Regions from separate parts of the Nomascus leucogenys genome. Here region 2 is linked to region 1. The links are chromatin contacts, called in public Hi-C maps. All regions are on one chromosome and are shown on one strand. The core of a region is the stretch at or near the end of the contact, and the rest is flanking DNA. Distances in the headings are between cores, read along the strand shown.

Region 1 (7,067 bases), core at 4,286-6,785:
CTCCCCAGTTCTCGCCATTCTCCTGCCTCAGCCCCTAGTAGCTGGGACTACAAGTGCCTGCCACCACACCCGGCTAATTTTTTTGTATTTTTAATAGAGGTGGGAGTCACCAAACTTTTTAGGTAGCTCAGACGACATTTTAGTAAGCTGGCCATCTTTTTCATTCCTAGATGCACCATGATCAATTCGCCTCACTAAAAATCTCTAGGTTTCAAAACAGTTTGATTATCACTATGCCCTTTCTGTTTTCTATGGTATTTGTCTTAGTCTATTTTGCACTGCTATACAGGAATACCTGAGGCTGGATACTTTATAAAGAAAAGAGGTTTCTTTTGGCTCACAGTTCTGCAGACTGTGCAAGAAGCATTGCACTGGCATCTGCTTCTGGCGAGGGCTCCAGGAAGCATCCAATCATGGTGGAAAGCAAAGGGGGCATGTTACATGGTGAGATAGGAAGCAAGAGAGATGCCATGCTCTTTTAAACAACTAGCTCTCATGTGAACAAATAGAATGAGAACTCACTCATTACTCTGAGGAGGGCACCAAGCCATTCATGAAGGATCCGTCCCCCTGACCCAAACACTTCCCACTAGGCCCCACCTCCATCTCCAGCATTGGGGATCACATTTCAGCATAAGATTTGAAGGGGACAGACATCCAAACTATGTCAGTATTTGCAGTCCCCTTGTCTCTAATGGTTATATAGCATTTGGCCTCTGCTATATGGGAATCTCATCATTTCTATTAAAATCAGAGATCCAACTCAATGGAGGTGTCTTTCACCATCATATCTGGCTTATAGAAGACAGCCACCACAGAGTTTTTCAGAGATGCAAGTGCTACCTTTGTCAATGTGTTTCTTAAAGTCTTTATGAAGGGATTGTCCTCTAGGCATTCTGGGGGATGGATCTGAGGTGGGTAGATGTAGAGATTTCATGTGATAAAGTCACTCCATCATTCCTTCCTCCTTAAGTCTTGGATGCCTTCCTCTACATTGTGTCAGGGAAGTTCTAGCATTCCAGCCTTATTGAACATATGCCACCATTGACTCCAAGGTTTAGTCAGCCAACCAAGAAATTTTAGAGCCACTTCCAGTTGCAAGAGCTAGCACACTAAACCCAGAATGTCTCATAAATACACCCAATAAATTCAATCCAATCCAATGCTATATTCTATCCTCCTTGGTCTAACACCCTTAGAATCTATTCTCACACATATTTGCCAAGATCCTGCCAGTATTTATTAGCAAAATCTTGCACTTCTTTTAGTGTATAAACTATTCTGAGTCAGACTTTGTCCATGCCCTCCAACCCCCAAAGAAAGGTGAGATCCGACCCTAATGGTGAGGCGAGTGGCAATAAAAAGAGGTTGGGATGGGTCTTGAGAAGAAGGAGAATTCATTCCCTTGAAGGAAACTGCCCCAAGTGAAGTTGTTATAAGGTTTTTCACAAACGTGGATGGCATGATTGATTCCATACCTGGTGGTGATTGCTGAGCTGCAACATGCAATCTACTGATGAATCTGGGGAAGTTCCTGTCAGACTCATTATAAATGAAGGACAGTATCTTGCAAGTCATTTAATGGAAATTTGTCCTTATCATTATCCTGGGCCCAACCCCACCTCCCAGCTACTATATTTCTTGTTTGAAGCAGGTCTCATCTAATGCACTCAGGCTGCTATGGTACCATCTAGTGCCAATTGAACAACCCGCCTTATACTTTACATGCTACTTACAGTAGATCAAGAGGGCAGATTCACCTTTTCTGGTGATTTTCCTAAAACTAGATAGATGCCCAGAGATTGGTATGGTACTTTTTTAGTCTACAATGGTGCAGTATAAAATCATCTTTTAAAGTCCCTACCAGAGCTTTGGGCTGGGCAGAGAAATATTCTACCCAGTTGGCCAACAGCATCTTCCCTTGAGGCTGAGCTAAAGTGAAGACCTGCAGGAAAAGCCAGTGGAGGTCAGGCCCACAGACAGCATCTTCTGAAGCTCATGCCCACCCACCCCACACCAAGTACAACTAACAGTACAGACTACAAAGCCTATCACTTATGGAGATCTCACATAGGGACGTGGAAATCATGCATTATTATCCTTTCCTTTCAGATGAGAGCAGTCTTAAGATAATGAACCAGCGTGGGTTTACACAGATAGCAAATAGGAGAGACAGGTATTCCAGCCCAGGTCTGCTGCCTAGGAATGCTGTATCTACCACTCTTCACTGCACCTAGGTGAAACAGTGGGGGCAACGCCCATGGGGGCTGCTTTGAGGGACATCATGATCAACATACACAAAGACTGTTTGCCAAGAACAGAGAGCAGCTTTGCTCTCTCCCCCTAAACAAGACCTGCTTTGGGGTTCATGGGGAGTAGTACAAGTTTGTTTCCAGAACCTTCTGCCTTCCTTCCCTGTCATACAGAATCCTCATGCACCCTCTTCACTCATGATGCCCCACCCAGGCTGTCCTTTCCTGGCCAGTATCTCTAGCCCCTGAAGCCTCTTCATTACATCTGTCTCTCACCTTCTTTGTTGTACCACAAGGGGTCCTTATTGTCCACAGACCAAATGGGCTGGGAACCTTTTCTTAGGACTCCTGCTAAGACTTGTGTCGACTGCAGGCACACATACATAGCAACAAGCCCCTCCAAGGTGGATGCTTTGTCCTCATGGCAACACTTTCTACATTACCGTCTGTGAGTTTAACCTACCACAAGTTTTCTTGTACCTGGAAGTCTTAGGTGCTCCTCACCCTCCCACCTCACTCTGTTTACTCTGTCTCAGTGCCAAATCTCTGCTCACCTAGTTTTTTCCTACCTCACCCCAGCATGCATGCACATGCACACACACACGCGCACACACACACACACAAAATTCCCTTCATACCTCTCCCTAATTTTCTGAATTCTATCCTTTCTTCAAGGCCAGTCACTCTACATGCACAGTTAATTCTACTCTCAGAGCTTCAAATCACATCAGTCAATATCTTTTGTTTGGTATGGTTTGTTTTTTGTTGTTGTTTGTTTGTTTTTGTTTAGATGGAGTCTTACTCTGTTTCTCAGGCCGGAGTGCAGTAGTGCAATCTTGGCTCACCGCAACCTCCACCTTCAGGGTACAAGTGATTTTCGTGCCTCAGCCACCAGAGTAGCTGGGATTACAGGCCTGTGTCACCACACCTGGCTAATTTTTGTATTTTTAGTAGAGACAGGGTTTCGCCATGTTGGCCAGGCTGGTTTCGAACTCCTGGCCTCAAGAGATCTGCCTGCCTCAGCCTCCCAAAGTGCTGGGATTATAGGCATGAGCCACCACATCCGGCCTATATCAATTTTTATGGCACCAAATTAGGAACCAAAAGCACTATATACTGAATGTGTTTATTTACTCTTTTAAATATGCTTTCTGCTCCATTTTCTAACATCATAGTTCATCTCTTTAATAGAAAAAAGTATTTACCATCACCTTAGAAATTATAGTTAAATCAATTCCCATAACTTCTTTCTATATATTTGCTTCTATATATAGTTACCCCATTTCAATGTTTCTTCTTGCCTTCCTCCTACAAATATAAATTGCACACCATTTCTGTGTCATACACAGTGCTAAGACCTGGGAATTCAGTGGCAAATAAAATAAACATGGTCCCTGCTTTTGTGGGGTTCATACTCTAAGAGAAGACAAATGTAACACAAGTAAACACATAAATATATAGCTACAATTTGTGATTAGTGGCCTGAGATAAGGGTGCCAAAAAAAATAAAAGGAAACTTATTTTCAGATAAGTTTCTCTCTTATCTCTTATCTGAGACCAGAGAACATCTGAAGAGGTGATATAAGTAAGCTGAGATGTAATGAGAAAGAAGGAGCCAGGAAAAGAAAGGGTTGAGGGAAGAGAGTTCCAGGTCGAGGGAACAGCATGAGTAAAGGCCCTGAGAGAAGAAAGAGCTTAGCATGTGCACAGCAAGAACTGATCAGTGGCTATGTGACTATGGCATGGTGAGTAGAGGATAGTGTGGCTGGGCTGGGAATAACTGCAGAGGTGGAATCAGGCAAGGTCTTGAAGGTCATAGTAAGGAACTTGAATTGACACTACATGCCATAGGATATGGTTTGGCTGTATCTCCACTCAAATATCATCTTGAATTGTAGTTCCCATAATCCCCACATGTCATGGGAGGGACCTGATGGGAGGTAATTGAATTATGGGAGCAGTTACCCCCATGCTGCTGTTCTCGTAATAGTGGGTGAGTTCTCATGAGATCTGCTGGTTTTATAAGGGGCTTTTCCCTCTTTGCTCAGCACTTCTTCCTGCCGCCATATGAAGAAGGACGTGTTTGCTTCCACTTCTGCCATGATTGTAAGTTTCCTAAGGCCTCCCCAGCCCTACAGGACTGTGAGTCAATTAAACCTCTTTCCTTTATAAATTACCCAGTCTTGGGTATGTTTTTATAGCAGTGGGAGACCAAACTAATACCCGTAAGAAGCTGTAAAATTATTTTAAGCAAGGAAGTGACATGATCTGGCTTACTAGACCATTGGATGACATGTAGAGAATGGCTTAGAAGGGTTGAGAGTGGAAGAGATAGGCAAGTTAATAGGCTGTGGCAATGGTCCAGATAAAATATGATACTGACTTGGACTAACATGATATCAGATTGACAGTGGAAAGGGGACCAATTTGTAGTATATTTCAGAGGTAGAATGATAGGACTGGGTGATAATTTGTACCAACTCTAATTTATCCTTATTGTGATACATTTTTTATTAGTTTGCTCAGGGAGAGTCCCGGGAATTGTATTTTCCTAGTGCATACGTTATGAGTGACAATTTACCCAGGCATAGAATTCTCAGGTCACACAACTTCTTTCCTTCACAGATTAAAATACTTTGTTTCATTGTCTTCTCACATTTAGAGTTATGGAAAATAAATCTGAAGAATGCTCGACTTGTTTTCTCCTTGCCTACTTATTTATTCAGTTTTTGTAGTATCTTAGATGTAAAAGTTCTACCTGAATAGATTTGAGAGTAGTAGCTCTTTTCTATCTGCCCAATGTGATGTTATTTAGCCTACCTAGCATTCTTCCCCCTTTCTTCTGGAAGTAGCAACTCCATTTTCCTCTGGGAAATGATCTCTCCCTTATTTGCAGTCCATATGACTCTGGGTAAAGCTGACCCATCCTCTCATCCCAGGAGTGGGTGTGTGCTGCCGGTGAAATTAAGGCAACAACACTTCTCAATTGCATAGATTGATTCAAGGGTGAGTACATGACCCAAGCCAAGCCAATAAAAATCAATGAGGATTAACCCAAGGTTAATGGCACATGTATTAGAACTCTCTTTTCCATTGGGATTGGTAAACTGGGAGAATGTAAGTCTGGAGATACTGAATGTCACGCTGCAGGAACAACCCTCCCAAGAATGATGGCAACCCAGAGAAAAGCAAGAGCAGCAGGGATGGATTCCTAGTGAACCCTTGGACTTCATTAAGTGAGCCAGCAAAATTCCTTTTTTGTTTAAGCCGGTTTGAACTGAGCCTGACACAACCCAGACTCCTGACTAATACAGTAAGCACATTCAGTTTTTACAATAAGATTTTACTTAAAGCCATTATATTTTCTACATATGGCTTCTGCTCCAAAAGAGTCTGTTCATTATTTTTAGGAACTCCTGTTATGTGTAGGTTAGCTCTTTGATATCTGTATTTCATGTTTACTCTATTCTTTCATTTTCATTTCTTTATCTTTTGCTTTTGTGTTCTAGGAAATTTATCTTCAGTTTGCCTTTTACTCATTAATTCAGTTTTCTGCAGTGTCCATTTGTAAGCTATGGCTTCCATTTTGGAGTTTAATTCAATAACTGTGTTTTCCAGCCTGATAAAATGTTTCTTCCATTTGGATTGTTTCCTTTTTATAATGGCTTGCTCTGGTCACACAGATGTAAATTGTTTTAGCATCTAGCATATGGCATTCTTTGATAAACAGAAAAAAGTGAATGAGGTTATTATTCACTTTTCAGGTCAATGATTTTCCTGATTCTATCACTTAACTCCCCTTAGCTTGCTTTGTCTTTATAGCCTCTACCACCTGGTATATATCTGTATCAAGACCTAGAGCAATGGCTGCACACATTGGCACTAAAATCTATTTATTGGACATGTAAACGGATCAGTACAGATGTGTTTTCACTCTTAATTTGCTCAAAGTCCCATTGAGAAGGTAAAACTAGCACAAAAAGGTAAATAACCATCCCAGGCAGCTAACTGAGAGCTATCAGAAACACATACATGATTAATAGCTAAATCAGTTGTGCCGATACAGGTGTATACTCTAGAATCAGAGCCAGGTATGCAGACAGGAGGAGATCATTTAGTGCTTGAATAATCGGAACAGTGTCCACAGAGGATCCAAGGATTGAAGGGAACTTCGAAGAAGGGTATGATTTAGAAAGGAAGGAGTCTGGTGGATTCTTCTAAAGAGCATTTCTCTGGGATTCAGATAATTTCACCCATGCAGTTAGCACCCATTATATCCCTGAAAGATACAACTACTTTTCCTATAAGGTAAGAGAATTTCAGGCTCGAACAGAGAATTTTAGATTGAAAAATTCAAGCCCATTTTCTATTCCTCCACCCCCAAACAAAGGTGCGGAAAGCAGTTGAGGAAACAGGCTGAGGTGAGTTTCCTTGGAGCCTTGCTCTCTTGCATCTCTGTTTGATCCCTGGGTCATTCTCTCAGGCATCTCTGGTCAGAAACACTTTTAAACGCCAAATCTCATCCTCACTGGGTTTGCATTGTGCCTAGAAAGATGGTGACACCAATAAAAGTTTGTTGCTTAAAGACACAGCCTAAGACTCACACAATGCACACTTCATACACACTAATTGCTTCCATCTCTAGTAACTTTCAGCTTCTCATTACCTAAATTATTTCAGTGCACTCAACCTGGGGGTTATCTTCATATAGGGAATCAAAAGAGGTGCCAGAAACAGATAAAAATCAAGAAAACAACAATTTGAAAAGGTTATCGTTGGCATCAGGGAATGTCTGTGTTGGAAAGGATCTCCAGG
Region 2 (7,054 bases), core at 126-2,625, 69 kb after region 1:
TGTCACTTATGTTATGTGCACACTTGTCATCCCCCACAGGCATTTGCATGCCAGTCAGAGAAGCAGGTAGCCCAGTCAAGATCAAACACCAGGAGGCCGAACAAGGCTGAACCTCAGATTTTTGTCTTTGAGCCATTCTGCCTACACGCCCAAAATGTATGCAAACAGCCATAATTGAGTGAGCAGGGCCACTGATGTGGGGAGATGTTGAAGGAATCCCCTAAACCCCTCTACATCTGACTTTTCCACTCGCCCACAATGTGGCCAAGGGTTTACATCTATCAGTTTTGGGAAGTGCTACAAATGCCCTTTTACTCTCGGCTGACTGACTCTACCCCCAGATTTGCTGCTGACAGCAAACCCTTTCATAAAGCTCTCACTTGGAAAGCAATATGCAAAGTGCATTCATTCATAAATCGATACTGTCTTTTTGGCAGTCCGTATCAAAAACTAAAATGTGTATACCCTTAGATCTCACCATTCCACTACTAGGGATCTATACTACAGAAATCCTTACACATGTGCTCGAAGATATTGTACAAGATATTTGTGAGATCTATATAAATAGTAGAGAAAGGGGGGAGGGTAATCCTTCAGTGCAAATGAGGTTAAAAGACAAATAAAAAAGAAAGGAGGTGGGAAATAGCCATCCATAGCAGATAAATCGTGGTACATCATATTATAAAATACTCTGCAACTATTTAAAAAAAGAATGATAGTTCTATGAGTTTGGTCATGGAAATTCACAAGATATGCTAAGTGGAAAAAGCAAGTTGTATGTTATTTAGTGGGCATGAAAAAGTTCTGTCAGTTGCACAACAACGTGAACATACTAGTGAAGTTTACAATTAAAAATGTTTAAGATGGTAAATTTTCAGTTAAGTGTATTTTATCATAATTTTTTAAAAGCAGGTTGCAGAACAATATGCCTAATGATTCCATTTATACTTGTTATAACTGCCAAAGAAATTTCTCAGTTGTGCTTATAAGTATATTTGTATCCAGATAAATTAACAGAAACTTTTGGATAAAAATTTCAAAAAAAATAAAGCTGTTCAATGAAGTTATTTCTGGAGAGGGAATTGGCATCACTGAGGTGGAGACGTTATAAAGAGAAAGGTTCACGCCTCACTCTGTATGTCTGTATATGTATATATAATGTCTTGTTTGAGTTACTAAAATTACTTGTGTTAATTTTCCTTTAGATGCATTCATCCATCCAACAGATACTAAGCACCTGCCCTGAGTCAGCTGTCATTTTCGGAGCCTGAAATAAGCCGATCAGACTAAATTTCTCATCTACCCTTTCTCTTCCTTGCACACTGGCTCAAAGAATGCCTGGCTGTCATCCTTCCCCTCCTGCCCTCGACCCTCCTGTGGGTGGGTAGGGCTAGAGTCTCACTATGAGGACCATGTCCTTAGAATAGGTTTCTGACCAGAAAAGGAGACAGCTGAGTGCCAGAAAACCAAAGGCCCCTCTAGGTCTTACTACAAATACCAGGTCTCTCTGCACCACAGACTCCAGCTAACCAAGGTCTCTTAGACTTAGATGAGATCGCGGTTTCTTTCAAAAGTAAACCTTTGACTGGTGAGTTCAGAACCACATGTCTCCAAATCAGAAGGTAAGGGCTGGGAGAACTCAGCTCATTCTGAAACTCGAGGCCTTATTACCCTAAGAGGCGGTAACTGTTTGAGGAACAAGAGACCCACAGCTGCCTGGACAGAGGAAGGAGCAAGATCACGTTTCACACACTCGGACAGCAGTAGTCAGAGCTAGTAACTGCCCTGGGCTAGGACCAGAGCTACCCAGACAGGATGCTTATTTGCATAACTTGTACAGATACTTTGCATATCAGGGTCCTGGGAACAGTACTACCCTAGGATCAGAAAGGTTGAGACTAGTATTTGGTCACACAGGACCTCAGAGACAAAACCAAAACCAAAGGGTGGGGGAGGACTTGGAAGGGAGGAGGACTCCTGAAGGGGGATAGTGGAAAGTCAGTCCAGGCATTTCACTTGCAAATCCTGGCAGGGGTGTGGGATGGCAGTAGGAAACTTTACTGTCCCTGACAGCAAGAAAGTTATGCAAACAAATGCATTTGCATGGCAGCCCTGGTCCCCAAAAATGACTTATCAAACACAGGTTCCACCACCTCGGCAGCCCCACCTGAAATCCTGCAGGCTTGACAGCCCAAAGACTTCCTGGCCAGAGGCTCTGGGCAGTAACTTACCTTCCAGGCAATTATGACTCCCTCTGGAGGAGACAAGTAAATTCCAAGGTAATCCTGGGTTCCAGATGGTGGTGTGTTAAAAATGGAAAGGGTGGACACCAAGTATATTGACATTTCTGTGTGTGAGTGCCAGGGAGGCTCCCAAGGGCTCCACTTTCAAACTGAGTGGAGTAAGAACCATGAGGACAAAGGGATGAGAAAGGCTTTTTAGTGGCAGAGGGAAGAGGGGCAAGGAAGCCCCTAACAATTGCTCATCCTGCTCTTCCAGGAGGGCTCTCAATTTCATGTAATGCCATCATTTTCCATGATGATTCATAAAGTGCCTAACTACAAAAGATCTAAGTTTAAGGTGTACCACTGTAACACTTTTTAAAAACTTAATGAATTGAGTGAAATGTGGCAAAATCTCCATCAGACCACATCCCCAAATTTTGGTTTTCAGGGAGCAAACATCACTTATGAGGGGAATCCAAGTTGGAGGGGCTGGAAAGGGAAAATAGACAGAAAACACCAAGGGCACCCCACAGAGAGGAGTAAATCAGATTTCCGTGAGCAGAACCCATGAGGGGTCAAAGGTCAAGCTAATCAGATGAGCAGACAGACAGCAGTTCAGACCAAAAGACAGGAGGGGTGAACCTGTTGGAGAGGGAAGGATCTAGCTCTTGCATAGAGAAGTGAGAGCAGAAATGCAATGGGGAAATCTCCATCATGCTATTCCATTTTCTGCCATCAAAACTGTCAGTCAGGTGCCAGCTCCAAGGGCTGCTAGGAAGCTCTCCTGGGTCTCTAACAGAATAGCTCCACCTTATGCACTCCAACCACCTCTGCTCCTGTTTTGGAGAGCATCAGTTCTCCTTCTGTTACAGCAACGCCCGCCACTTCTCTATGCTGAGCTCCACGAAGGCTAGACCCACTTCTGGACTCATCTGTGTGTCTCCAAAGTCCTGAGCACTGGGCATGACACAGAGGAGGTGCTCAAGATGAGCTGAATGTTGAAAATGTGACATTTTTACTCCTGGATAGCGGCTGAAGGTCTTCTTTTTAAAGAGCAGCCTAGGCTGAAAAGGCCAAGGCACTGACCTGTCTGAATGGTGGCCCAGAGCCCAGGGGGCAGTCCTATCTTTCCACACAGGAGTTGCGCTTCCCCCACCTTTCCAAGTCTTGACACAGCCTCATTTAATCTTCACATGCCTGGGTGGGGGAGGACTGAAATCCTCCCCAACAAGGCATGGATGTGAGATCTTCGTCCAGAGGACGAGGATCCAGCGTGTGGTTTATTTTTTCATTTTGTTTTTTTCACCTCACTCATGCTCATCTGAAGACCTCTGGGGCCATAAGAGGCTGCCCTATGCCACCTGGGCTTGAATGACACATTGTTCTCAGTCTGGAACAGCCCCTAACGTATCCAGGCCTGTGGGTACAGGGGAAGGAAAGACAAAGCCCTTGCTGCTGCACACAGGCATTTTGTATCTCCCCAACTAGGTTCTCAAGGGCAGGAACTGGGCCCTACACTTCATTTGTTTCTCCCAAAGCACAGGACATACACCAAGTGCCTGGATTATCTAGTGGTCGAGTATGCTGGGGAGCCACACTGTTCTGACTGAGTGCAGGGAGAAGACAGGGAAATGAAGTGAGCAAAAGGACCCAGGGGTGGCTGGAGCCCCTAAATGTAGGCTTCCAGAGACAGAGCCCGAAAGGAGCTGCATTCTCAGGGCTGAGGATGCGGTGGCAGCCCCTCAAAGCCTCCCCTGTCCCCACTCTGCACCACCTGGGCAGTGCCCAGAGGGTTTGTTTATATTCACCAGTAAGTGGGCCAGCCACTTTCCCCAGCCTCACCACCCTCACCCTCCTCCCTTGAATAACTGAATTTCCTTCACACCCTGAGCAGGCCCGACCTACCCGACCTACCTGCTACCCACTCTACCCACTCGTCACTCACAGCCTCCTGCATTTCCTGTCTCCAACCCAGTCAAAGGAAAACCCCAAATTTACTGTTATTGTTTACCAACCCAACTGCCTGCTCACTCCAAGGCACAGAGACCCGCCCTGAAGCTCAGGGCAGGAGCATGGACCAGGCCTAGGCCACTGACTCGACTCCAAGCCTGGGGCTCCCTGTGCTCCCACTGCTAAGCAGCTCACTGAGGGGTGGGACCCTCCTGGTGATAAAGGCCACCTGGCAGCTGGCATTTGAGGAAGCATTTAAATCCACCATCTAGGCTGGGCACTGTGGCTTATGCCTGTAAGCCCAGCACTTTTTGGGAGGCTGAGGCGGCCGGATCACTTGAGATCAGGAGTTCGAGACCAGCCTGGCCAACATGGTGAAACCCCATCTCTTCTAAAAATACAAAAATTAGCTGGGCATGGTGGTATGCACCTGTAATTCCAGCTACTCAGGAGGCCGAGGCAGGGGAATTGCTTGAACCTCGGAGGCGGAGGTTGCAGTGAGCCAAGATCACACAACTGCACTCCAACATGGGTGATGGAGTAAGACTCTGTCTCAGATAAATAAATAAATCCACCATCTCACTGAATTCCTTAAAACAGCCACAGGCCTAGGACTATCACCTTCATTCCATAGCAAAGAAAACCAGACCTTCCTCAGTGGGGTGGAATCCAGCCTTATATCTCCTCTCCTCCCCGCCCCCTCTGCACTCCCTTACCAAGGCGACGTCCACATGCTTTCTTAAAGAAGCTCTAAACTTGGAAACACGAGATCCAGGTCAGAATCCCTGACTAGCTGTGTGACACTGGGCGAGTCCCTTTACTCCTCTGAGCTGGAGTTTCTTATAGGTAAGCTGGAGACGGGACTGACTACCCTCAGAGGTTCTGATGATGAAGAGATGGAGGGGAAGAGCCCAGCATCGGTGCTTGACAGGGACCCAGGAGTGTCCGAAGGCTCCTCTTTACATCTCACACTGCTTAAGGGTGTTCAAGAAGCACACCTGCTCCTGAACTCATGCAAGCCAGCATCTGCCCTTAGGGACAAAAGTTTCCATTGCCATCCCACCCAGGCATTTAGCAGAGGTGTTAAGCTCTCCCTAGAGACAGGGACTCGAAGGGCCATGCCAGCATGGAAGGTCAGGGACATGGGCATGGGGGTGAAAAGGTGTGGCAAGATCCCACTAACCACACCAGACCCCTCCTGGCCCTTCGCCCCAGCCATTTTCACTGAAAGCCAACCCCAGCCTGAATCCTTGCTGATCACAAAAGCATCCTCCTGAAATGGGCTGAGCCAGGGAAGGAAGCAAAACACAAGGGCCAGCGTTGGACATGAGGACAAGAAGGCTGTGAGATGGACCTCCTCTGTGGCAGAGTCCTGGCCCCCAGTGATGCCCATGTCTTGGTCCCCAGACTGTGGCTATGTTCCCTTACATGGCAAAGGGGACTTTGCAGATGGGATTACGGTTAAGGGCCCTGCAATGAGGAGATTATCCTGGATTATCTGGGTGGGCTCAATCTTATCACACCAGCTGGGTCAGAGATGTGGCCACAGAAGGATCAGAAAAATGCAAGGTTGCGGTTGAAGATGGAGAAAGGGGGCCATGACCCAAGGAATGCAGGAAGCCCCCAGAATTGGAAAAGGCAAGGAAACACCCTCCAAAGAGGAATGCAGCCCTGCCGAGACCTGGGCTCCAGCCAGCCTAGTGAGACCCTATCACACTCCTGACCTACAGAACCGGAACATCATAAATTTGTGTTGTTTTAAGCCATAAAATTAATATGGCAGCTTTGTTACAGGAAACTAATACAGCTTCTAAAGATAGCAGAACCCTGACAACTTCCTCTCCTTCTCTCCCTGACTCTCTCCTACCACTCCTTATTCCTCCTTCTCGGGTTATTCCTTCTAACACCTTCATAAGTGCAGACAAAATAAGTGGATTTCTCTGAAAGCAAACTCCCATGCTGGTTTGTTTTCAGCTGTGATTTTAGAGTGATGAGTAGTGTCTCAAGGCGAGAACCAACCTCAGCAACCCACTGTCATGAAGGGGAGGTCCAGGGCCTGCTGTTCCCGGGAGCTGAGGGTGGAGACATGGTCCCTCTGGTAGCAGAGGGGACAAGCAGGTCTCTCCTCCAGCGGGGAGAGGGATGTGAGTTCCAATCCCACCATGCAACTGTGGCACATCATCCCACCTTCTCAGTCACTTTCCTCACACATAAAACAGCAATCAGCAGCCGCCCTGTAATGTCTCTTGCTGGCAGCTCTGAGGGTCACATAAGAAAATGCAGGTGACACAGTGAAGGATGTGCTATTTTCCCATTTGACCCAGAGGGACTGCAATGGGGCAGGTAGCCCAGTTTCTACTTTAGGCTCTGCTGCGGGTCAAGTCATCACGTGGCCCCGGCTCTGGGCTTCAGTCTTCTCATCTGTGCACTGAGAATGGGCCACAGGAACCGTGAGTCTCTTCTAGCTCCAAGGTAGAGCATTTGGTTTCTGCCTGACCCCTATCACCGCCTCCTGGAGAGTGCCGGTACTACACTAACCTGCTCCCCTGGTATCTTTACCAGGATTTCAACCAAATTCACCAGCACCCCCTCTTCCCTAGACCCTATACCAGCTGGCTTTCGCAGGCTAAAGGTGCCAGCACCTGGTGGTGGCTATGTAGGTCAAAGAATCATATGCCAAAAAGAGCTTGGCTCCTGATTCTGCATTTGGCAAAAGAAGATGGGCTTGAGCCCTTGCAGCCTCCCTGTCCTGCTTTAAGGATGCCCTACACACATCCTGCCCAGGTCCTCACTAATGAGGTGCTGGCTCCTGCTCACCCAGGAGGCCCTCCGTTCCTCTCCCAGGATGCCCAACCCACACCCTCACCACTCAACAAAAC

What was found. Hi-C and Micro-C count contacts between places; a contact is called where the count stands out from the background.
Region 2: a contact with region 1 is called in a Hi-C map of a lymphoblastoid cell line, with 5 times the contacts expected there. The contact joins two enhancer-like sites. A contact is called at or near these places in 4 of 4 Hi-C or Micro-C datasets (a lymphoblastoid cell line and an unstated tissue).

The regions. Positions count from the first base shown.
Region 1 is chr5:53,902,371-53,909,437 of Asia_NLE_v1, forward strand. The region is part of intron 2 of IL19 (interleukin-19); the gene reads right to left. Among named protein-coding and RNA genes, the nearest start is that of IL10, 36 kb to the right of the region's middle. Within about 2 kb of position 5,536, the one cell type or tissue checked has an H3K27ac peak away from gene starts, as active enhancers do. A contact at or near this core is called in a lymphoblastoid cell line, where this site is marked.
Region 2 is chr5:53,975,981-53,983,034 of Asia_NLE_v1, forward strand. No RefSeq gene overlaps it. Among named protein-coding and RNA genes, the nearest start is that of IL19, 36 kb to the left of the region's middle. Within about 2 kb of position 1,376, the one cell type or tissue checked has an H3K27ac peak away from gene starts, as active enhancers do. A contact at or near this core is called in a lymphoblastoid cell line, where this site is marked.